3 separate regions of the Sus scrofa genome follow, and regions 1 and 2 are each linked to region 3. A link is a contact called in public HiChIP or PLAC-seq and promoter capture Hi-C data. All regions are on one chromosome and are shown on one strand. The core of a region is the stretch at or near the end of the contact, and the rest is flanking DNA. Distances in the headings are between cores, read along the strand shown.

What was found. Promoter capture Hi-C pulls out the DNA fragments that hold promoters and counts their contacts. HiChIP or PLAC-seq counts read pairs in DNA pulled down with a chosen protein or histone mark.
Region 1: an H3K27ac HiChIP or PLAC-seq map of alveolar macrophages shows a contact between it and region 3. The contact joins the promoter of RNH1 here to the promoter of PHRF1 in region 3. A contact is called at or near these places in 1 of 5 promoter capture datasets (liver), 5 of 47 Hi-C or Micro-C datasets (blood, epiblast stem cells, heart right ventricle and 2 more) and 2 of 2 datasets of contacts at active chromatin or transcription factors (alveolar macrophages and skeletal muscle).
Region 2: a promoter capture Hi-C map of fetal skeletal muscle shows a contact between it and region 3, with 3 times the contacts expected there. The contact joins the promoter of IRF7 here to the promoter of PHRF1 in region 3. A contact is called at or near these places in 1 of 5 promoter capture datasets (fetal skeletal muscle) and 1 of 2 datasets of contacts at active chromatin or transcription factors (alveolar macrophages).

What each region holds. Positions count from the first base shown.
Region 1 is chr2:288,922-291,905 of Sscrofa11.1, forward strand. RNH1 (ribonuclease inhibitor) reads right to left here and starts at 1,601. Exons shown (of 10, transcript XM_021082542.1): 1 at 1,469-1,601.
Region 2 is chr2:373,426-376,322 of Sscrofa11.1, forward strand. IRF7 (interferon regulatory factor 7) reads right to left here and starts at 1,533. Exons shown (of 8, transcript NM_001097428.1): 1 at 1,303-1,533; 2 at 1,056-1,218; 3 at 771-978; 4 at 448-506; 5 at 143-347. The coding sequence starts at 1,322.
Region 3 is chr2:338,567-341,894 of Sscrofa11.1, forward strand. It overlaps PHRF1 (PHD and RING finger domain-containing protein 1), which reads left to right and starts at 1,970. Exons shown (of 19, transcript XM_005652789.3): 1 at 1,970-2,083; 2 at 2,651-2,773.

The DNA of each region.
Region 1 (2,984 bases), core at 351-2,850, 50 kb before region 3:
AGTAGCAGGAGGAAATTAATGCACACCAGAGTTACTACATTCTTCACTTAAGAATAGATAGATAAGAAGTTCGCACAGTGGAAAGAAGTCCAACTAGGAACCACGAGGGTGCGGATTTGATCCCTGGTCTCGTTCAGTGGGTTAAGGATCTGGTGTTGCCGTGAGCTGTGGTGTAGGTCACAGACGCGGCTTGGATCCTGGGTTGCTGTGGCTGTGGTAAAGGCCAGCAGCTACAGCTCCGATGAGACCCCTAGCCTGGGAACCTCCATATGCCACTGGGTGGGGCCCTAAAAAGACAAAAGACAGGAAAAAAAAAAAAAAAGGATACATAGGAGTTCCCATGTGGCTCAGCAGTTAACAAACCCAACTAGCATCCATGAGGACATGGGTTCGATCCCTGGCCTCACTCAGTGGGTTGAGGATCTGGCACTGGGGCGAACTGTGGGGTAGGTCGCACGGCTGGGATCTGGCATTGCTGGGGCTGGGGCTGTAGGCCAGCGGGTGCAGCTCCGAGCTCTGATTTGCCGCCTCGCCTGGGAACTTCCATATGCAGCGGGTGCAGCCCTAAAAAGACAAAAAAAAAAAAAAAAAAAGATATGTATATGCAAACGCAAACACACATGTATATGTATAGATATATATGCAAGCTAACTTTTAATGTCCACATTGCGTTTCACTGTCCCAATGTATTCATTTTACTCAACCAAGCTCTACAGGCCGACACTGAGACTGTTTTCAACAAGCCCTTGTGATAAACCCGACCCCGCGGCCCCCGACGTGCTGTCCCACTTACGTCCTTCGACTTCCCACGCGAGCTGCCCACCCAGCTCCCCCAGGCTTCTCGAGTGACCTAACGGGGAAGAGCTGCAGGGCGGGCAGATGGCCATGCCCAAGGCCCAGGACCCTGTGGGCACCACTCGGGCCAGTCCTCTCTGGCAGAGCTGTCTGTCCGTCCTGGGGGTCGGTTCTCTGTGGTATTAAGATCGAGGGTTACCCAACTTGAGGAGGAAAGTCCGGCGGAGCGCGCCCTCGCTTGTATAGACCTCTGGTTGCCAACAGGGGGACCCCAGGACGGTGCGGCAGACCCCCCACGACGCAGATCACGCAGGCGCAGACCCAGCGCCCGGCGCCTCGACTCCCAGCGCGCCCCGGAGGAGGGGCGGCCGGCGCGCGCGCGTGCGCGGAAGCGCACTCGGTCGCCCTGACGTCTGCCAAGCGCGCCGAAGTTCGCTGGGCGGCGCCGCGACCGCGGCCCGCGAGGCCCCGCCCCGCGGGGAGGCCCGCCCCCGGGGGCCGAGAAGGGGTTCCCCTCCTAGCCCAGCGGACCCTTCGTCCCGCCTCGCGAGTGCGCGTCTCCCCAGGCTCCTCCACTCGCGGCCCGACCAAGGCCGACGCCGCTGAAGGCTGACGCCGGGCCGGTCGGCCGTGTGTTTGCCCCACCCGCTGACGGACCGCGGGAGTGACTGACCTAGACACGTCGACAGACTGTCCCCGTCCCGTAGCCCAGGAGGGAGACGGCCTACTTCCGGCCGGGGGCGGAGCGGGCGAGGTCGCCAGGCGGTGTCGGGGCCAGCGGTGGGCGGGGCCTAGAGCCTGGGGGCGGGGCTCACGACGGCGTTGGAGTGGGCGGCGGGCGGAGTCTCTTTAGGGGCGGGGCCTGTTGACGGGGCGGGGCCAGCTGTGGTCCCCAAGGCGCCCACCCCGCCTCCCGCTGCGCTGGGACTGAAGGGCCGAAAGCGCGTCGGTGGGCGGGGCCTTGCAGGTGGGATCCAGTGCGGATGCGGCCTCTCCGGGCCTGGGCAGTGACCTTAACGTGGCGGTCAAGGGGTCGGTTCTCTGGTTTGAAGCAAGGTCTGAATGTCGGGATTGTGCAGGCACAGACCACGAGAGCTGGAGAGTAAGACAGACAGATGGTTTCGCAAGAAAGTAGCAACTTTTTCATTAAGGCTGCTTTTGTAATCTGGGTGTAATGCTTCATTCTTCTGACGTGGTCAATGCATGGTAACAGTTGATTCGTAAGTGTTTATTAAGTGACTCCTGTGTGCCAGGCTATGTTGTAGGTGCTGAGGCTTCAACACTGCGCGGAACAGACGTCCCCGAAGGAAGGAAGCCCGGGCAGGAGGGCGAGGCGGGCCTGGGAGGATTGCAAGCCGGGCCAGGAGCTGGTGAGCGGCGAGGGGCGCGGCCAGGCTCCACGGACGGAATGAGGCCAGGGGTGCTCAGCGGAAAGAGGACACTGAAGGCACCCGGGGCACCGGGTGTGGCATGGCTATGATGAGGTCAGGTACAGGGCTTCAGGGGGCCATGTGGGGGATCATGGCAGCCCACCAATGGGCATTGGGATGAGCAGGGGTGGGGATGGCGACAGGGCCACGACTGAGGTGGCTGGAGCTCCAGTGAAGGGCCGCCGTGGGAGGGGTGAGGCCATGGAGCAAGAAACAGTAAGGCGACCCAGAGCCTTCCGCTGGTGGGAGCTGGGGATGCTGGGCCGGGGGGGCGGTTTGGGGGAAGGTGATGAATTGGCTAAACTGACTGGCCTGGGCACGAGGGAATTAACGGTGTGGCACTGCTGGTGAAAGAAAGGGGGAGAGGAGGGGCCCTCTGGGGTCCCCCATGCACCTTCACCCAGCAGATCCCGGGCTGCGGCTGAAATCACAGAATGCCCGCCAAACTGAGGCTCACCCACAGGACATTCATTGTCCCCGTCCAGGGCAGGCCTGGACGCCATCCATGCTGCTGGAGTGGCTCGGGCCTGGGGTGGCTGCAGGATGGCCCCAGACGCGTCAGCCACAGGCCCTCGGGGAGAAGTTGTGATATTGGAGGAGACGCGTTCCCGCAGCCCCTCCGCCCACCGTGGACCTGGAGGTGCAGACCTGTTCCCTCAGAGACTCCTCCCCACCCCAGAGGCCCTCCTCTCCTCGGAAGCCCCTCCCCTGGAGCCCCCATCCCTCTAGAGAGCCCAGCTCCTCGAGCCACTGTGGATC
Region 2 (2,897 bases), core at 283-2,782, 34 kb after region 3:
GGACCTGAGGAGGCTCGGCTATTCGGGCCCACCTGTGGTCAGCCCATCCCTACTGGGGGCAACCCCCCCCCAGGGGTCCTGCTGTCCTGCCTGTCCCTCCCCTTGGCCCAGAACCCTGCAGGGCAGAGCAGCCGTCTCTCACATGGAACCTCGGGGGGGGTCAGATCCACGCCCCATGCAGCTTCCAGCAGATGGTCCTCCATGCAGCTCTGCTGCAGAGCCTGGAGCAGGAGGTCCCCACCATCTCCAGCTGGGCTTGGGGTGCAGGGTTCAGGGCTCGGCCTGGCCAGCTCGTGCCTCAGCCTCTCACCAGTATGTGCTGCCAGGCGCGGCCCGGGAAGCTCACCCTGCGGAGAAGACAGTGTGCCGGCATCAGTGAGCAGCTCCCCAGCCCCAGTGAGAAGTGGCAGCCCCAACCCGGGAGCAAGGAGGGCTGAGTGGCCTTACCCTTGGGGGTGGGGCATCCTCGAGGGCCTCCTCTTCCCCCGGGTTGAAGCCTGGGCCTTCTGGGAGAGAATTAGGTTTAAGGGGACATGGGGATCTGAGACTGGACTGGGTCACCCAGGGGTGAACCCCTGGGCAGCTCCTCCCCTTCACCAGTCCCCAGAGGCCCGTCTGGGGCCTCCCGGCCATCCCCTACCCCACCTTCCCCCAACAGTCTGGCCCCAGCCTCTCCCACGCCAGTTTCTAAAAGGGGAAATCTAACCCAGCAGCGGCTTGCTCCGCGGCACAGCCCTCCCTGCAGGCAGCCCTCCCCTGGCCTTCCTCACCTCCGCACCCCAGCTCGGGGTTGATCATATACACCTTATGAGGGTCAGTGGGGTCCCCTGAGTTGTCCTGCAACATCACGAAGCGCCGCGTGCTGTGCAGGGCACAGCGGAAGTTGGTTTTCCAGGAGGCGCGGAGGGCACCCTCCGGGATCGGCTGCGCACCTTCGCTGCTGCGGGGCGGCCACCTGCCGCGGGCCACGGCCCAGGCCTGGGGAGGGATGGAATGGAGTACGGGCCTGGACCTGGGCCGGTCCCCCCGCACTCCAGGCGGGGCTGGGGTCCCACCTTAAAGATGCGCGAGTCGGACTCGCCCAGGTCCTTTCGGGCGAAGTGCTTCCAGGGCACGCGGAACCGTGTTCTGGCTTCATCCAGCCATCGCAGCCCTGCGTAACGGCCGCTGCTGACTTCGCCCAGAAGCCAGTCTCCGAAGAGCACGCGTGGGCACCCCCTGCGGGCAGAGCAGCGGGCGTCAGGGCACGCGCGGACCGCGAGGTGCTTGGGGTTGGCACCGGGTAGGGCTGCGGGCTGTCACCTGTCAGGAGCCGCGGCCATTGCTCCCTCTGCAAGGACTGGGCGTGGAGACACTGGCTTGGCCTCCGCGGCGAGAGCTCTGACCACGGGGGCAGGCAGGTGTTAACCGCAGGTGAGAGGAGAGCTGCGCGTGTGTCACCACACACCACAGGTAGTGAGTGTGGCCAGGTGTCACGGGTGTTGGGGTCACAGATGGGGGTTGAGGGCTCTGGCCACGACGTTGCCCAGGTGAGTCTTGGCCAAGGCGGCGATGGGCGTGACTGCAGACGTGGAGGGCGGGCGCACAGGGGCCACAGGTGTCGAGCTGGCGCCCGGGATGGGCCCTGCGGGGGCGCGACGACCGCAAGGAAACGAAACCGCGTGTCGCAGGAAAACGAAACCTAACCAGCTGGGCCGCGGGGCGGCCGGCGCCCCCTCCCTGCCCCGCCCGCCCGGCTCGTCCTCGGCAACCGCGACCTCTGCCTCCAGGTTCCCCAATTCCGGACCCGTGCCCCTCCCCCCGCAGTCACCCGCGCTGCCCGCCCCCTGCTGGTCACTGCTCTGCGAAGCGAACCCGGGATCCGACGTGGCCGTCCCTGCCCCTCTCGCTCCGCGTAGGTTGGGGGTCCCCAGTACCTGAACCGGGAGCTGCCGGGGCAGGAAGTTTCGTCTCCCCGGGGGCTCGGGAGCGAGCGACTTTATGGGGCCGGGGCGGGGGCGGGGCCGCCGGAGAAGTCACGTGCTCCGGGGCGGGGCGACTCGGGGGTTGGGGCGGCGGGGGCGGGGCGGGCGACTCGGGGGCCCCGCCGCTACTCTGCTCGCCCAGCGGCGCCGCGGAGTGGGGCGCCGGCGGCAGCCGCGGCAGCGGCAGTGGGACGAGCTGGGGGCGCCAGGAGCAGAAACAGGAGCGGGCTCGTGTGACGGGGGTGTGGGAGGAGCTGCAGCTGTGCTCACTGAATTCTTTCCAGTGCGAGTTGTTGAGACAAGAACACCCAAATTCTGCCGAGATTAAAACATGCGGAACGCAGAGCAGTTTTATGAGGAAAAAAGCCAGTGACCCATGAGGGGTGTGGTGGCAGTTGGGGCGGAAGTCCTGCCTGACGTCCATCCCTGAGGAAGCCAGTAGAGGGGGCTCTGTCCCCACTGAGTCAGGCTGGGTGGCCCCACGATCTCTGTCTCCTGCACCCACTGGCCACTCCTGTCACCCCAGGCCGATGGCCTGCAGGCTACTGTCGCTCTGGGCCACCCATGGCCCTATCTCTGGTTGCAGTCCAGCCACCTGGACCAGGTGTCCCTGAGGGCACCCCAGGGTGTTTATTGCCCACACTGTGGCCACAGGAGCCCGAGGTGTGACCCCTGGAAGGTCCCCAGGACCGTGCTCCCCTAGATGAGTGCTCCTGGGAACAGCTCCTGGCTCCTCAGCCTCCCCCAGGCCAAGAATCTCCATGCTGGGTCGGTTGGGAGGGAGATCCCAGCGCACGCCCCCCCCCCCCCCAGGGCCGTGGTTAGACCAGGAGAGGAACTTTCTGGCCACCAGCTGGCACCAAGCCTGGGAAGCCCCACGAGCACAGCAGGTGGTTTACGGGAAATGGTGCCCAGGGTTCTGCACAGGGCGTG
Region 3 (3,328 bases), core at 720-3,219:
ATGTGTTTCTTACAATAATTTTTCCAGCAGCCCCTAGGAGCAGCTGCAGACAACGGTGGGAAGGGCTGGTCCTCTCCAAGGGGGCTCCAAGTTGGCCATAAGCTGCTTGTCCAACCCCTTCCCAGGAGCTTCAGCAGGTACTCCCACCCCTCCCCCATTTGGGACCCTCTATAGGGCACTCTCCTCCTATCCAGTGGGCTCTGGCAGTGTAGAGGGGCCAGCACATGCCAAGACCATGCAGAAGTGGGGGGGGGCAGGGTATTGGCCATGCCAGACCCCATCTGAACTGCTGTCCCTGTGCTCCCCCATCCTGCCCTCAACATCACTACTTTACAGCCAGAGACACTAAGGCACAGAAGGCTTGAGGATCTCTCCTGAGGTCATGTCACTGATACACTGAGAGCCCAAGTGTCCCCTCCGGTGACACCCAAGGGGTACTGTGCTGTGCCAGACATCCCCCCCCCCCACGAAGGTTCTCTTCTGAGTCCCTCGACTCTCTGGCACCATCCATTCTTCCTTCCTGCAAAGTCCCTTCCAGAGCCCATAAGATCTAGTTATTTCTCCAGGCCACATAAGCAAAAGGAACAGAACAGCCCTCGCCCGTGGGCGCATTCTCAGCTACTTCCACTTTTGTTTCCCTCCCACTGGGTGCTCCTCTCGGGCTGACTGCTCTCCTCACATTCTCCTTAAACTCCCTTCAGCTGCCCGCTACCACCCCCCACCCGCGCTGCCAGGGACCCCCACTTCAATCCCCCCAGGCGTTCTTCTTCATGTACTTCTTCCCCTGGCTTCAAGAAACTTTCTTTTTCCCCTTTTTAGCTGGAATCTCACATCCAACCCCTCCGAAAATCCTCTTCGGTTCTGTCTTCACAACTTACGGAAGCTAATCGCTCCCCACAGCTGCCACCCCCCGCCCCCTCCGGCACCACGGGGGTCCCCGAAGTGGCCTCCTGACTGGTCCCCCGGCTCTGCTCCAGTCTGTTCACCCGCTGCCGCCCAGGGGATCCTCTAAGTCTGCGCCTGTCGCCCTGTTTAGGACCCTCCAGTACCCCCGCACCCCGGAGCCTCTGGCCGCTCCCCGCCAGGGCCCAGCCTCACGGGGCCTCCCTTCTGGGGTGCCGACAGCTTCTCTGCGCTCTCCCCGTGGCTGCCCCTCTCCGTCCTCACGTCTTGGCCAGGTCCATCCTCCCCAGCTAACTGCCATCAGCAGTCCTCCCGGCTCCTGAGCTCCGGATTCTCTCCGCTCAGCTTTATCTTTTTATCAGCACGAATCAGCACCTCACACACCCCGCGGTGTAGTGATTCGCAGCGTTCATTGTTTACTGTGTCTGGACTGGACAGGGCGCGGGGCTGGGGGCTCGGCCTCGCTGCGCCCAGCGCCGGGAGGAGCCCGCGCTGACGCTCCGTCAGTTTGGTTGGCGTGAACAGGAAGTGCACAGCTGCCGGTTCAGGGAGCGCCCGCAGGCCAACTAGGCGGTGGTCTCCGCGACTCGCGCTCGAGGTCCGGGGTGGGGGCTCGGGGTGGGGCTCGGGGCGTGAGGGCGGGGCCCGTGCTGTGGGCGGGGCGGGGACACTGCGTGGGCGGGGCCTGGGCTGTGGGCGGGGCCCTAGGTGTGCCAGGCGGCCGCTCCCATTCGCCCTGGGCGGCGGGCGGAGGGTCGGACTGTACCAGCTCCTCGACGGGGAGGACGTCAGGAGCAGCCAATTAGCGAGCGACTAGGCATTACACGTTCTTCCAGGAAACTGGTGTACCTGGAAGGCGATAACTCATTAAACAGTATTTCCAAAACCTTGAGGTCCCTGAGCGCAGGGAGCGGCTCCTTCCTCCACTTCAGACCTTTCCTCCCCGTCCTGGTCCCAGTGGTTCCGGCCAACGGGCGGGGCGGGAGGGTCCCGGAAGCCGGCATTTGCACTTCCGGGTCGAGCAGCGCGCTTCGGCGGCGGCGGCGGCGGCGGCGGTGGCGGCGGCGGCGGCGGCGGCGGTGGCGGCGGCGGCCAGGCCTAGTCGTGGCTCTCGGTCGGGCGGCGGCGGCAGCGGCGGCGGCGAGCGCCCGGGAGCGGTCAGCAGGGCGCGAGGTTCTGGGTACGTGCGGAGGCCGTAGCGTCCCGGGCCCCTGCCACGTCCCGGCCGGAGGGCCGCCCTGGGCGCCGCGCGCTTTGTCTGCGGCCTGCCCCGCGGGGTGAGGCCTGCGCCGCGCTGGCCCCGGGCGGGCGGCGACGGGGACCGGGCCGGCGCGGGAGGCCTCGTGCTGAGGGTGGGAGGCCCCGGTCGTGCAGGCGGGCTTCCGGGGCTTCCAGCCCCCGGCCGCGGGGAGCCCTCCTCTTCCAGTGACACTTGCCCCTGCGTTGTTGCTCTCCGGGCTCTGAGAGCAAAGTGTGACCCTTCTCTAACTCGTTTCCAGCTTGTCATCATCGTTGCTTCTGTCGACTCTTTTTCTACAGGCCCATGTGGCTGACGGATGGGTTCCCGTTCCTTAACCCGTGTGGTCTTCACGAGCCCCTCGGGGTGGGTTTGGGCCGCCCTGTTTTCGTAGATAAATGGACTGGAGCCCGGGGAGATTAACTTGCCAGCGTCACACAGCTGCTGAGTGTTGAGCCAGGGCACTGTGTTAACCTAGGCCCTGATTTGGCCCCTGCCTCTCTGAACCAGGCTCGTGCTGCGTCGTTCCCAACTTTGGAGTCTGTGTACTTCTTGCTTCTACGACAGCAGAGTCGTGTCGTGTCTGCCCAGCAAGCCACATTTTGGCCAGTGGTCACCGGGACTGAAGCTGAAGTGAGGTTTGACTTGGGGCTTAGCGCCCTCTCCTCTCCCTCCCTGGACCAGTTGGTATTTTTTTCTGTCAGGAACAGTGTTGAGTCAGAGTGGCAACAGCTGGCTTCCTCTTGCACTAGGCTGGTGGCATAGGTCCTGACAGGGCCAGCCTGGCTTTAGTTCTCTCAGCAGCCCCCAGCCCGGACTTTTGGTGTCTACCTCAGCCCTGCAAGGACCTGTGGGCGCTAGCATTTTGACTTCCACTGCAGCTTACAGTTTCGAGGTCTTGTAGCTTCTGCGGCAGCTGATGAATGGAAAGCGAGAGCTGGCCAGGTGTGAGATGTTGGACTCGGCCACCTTGCTCTGGGCACGGTGATGGGCACTCTGGTTCAGGCCCCGGCACAGTTGCCAGTTCCCACACCAGAAGTTCTTTTGGTTCCTCAGTAATGGTTGGTGCAGGGGCTAAGAGAGGGCAATGCTCTTTATGATGTAGAATTTTCCCCTAATTCCTCCAAATCTGGAGGCTGAGCAGGAAGCCAGAGAGCACTCACCACCAGCACTGTGGAAGGGGGCCAG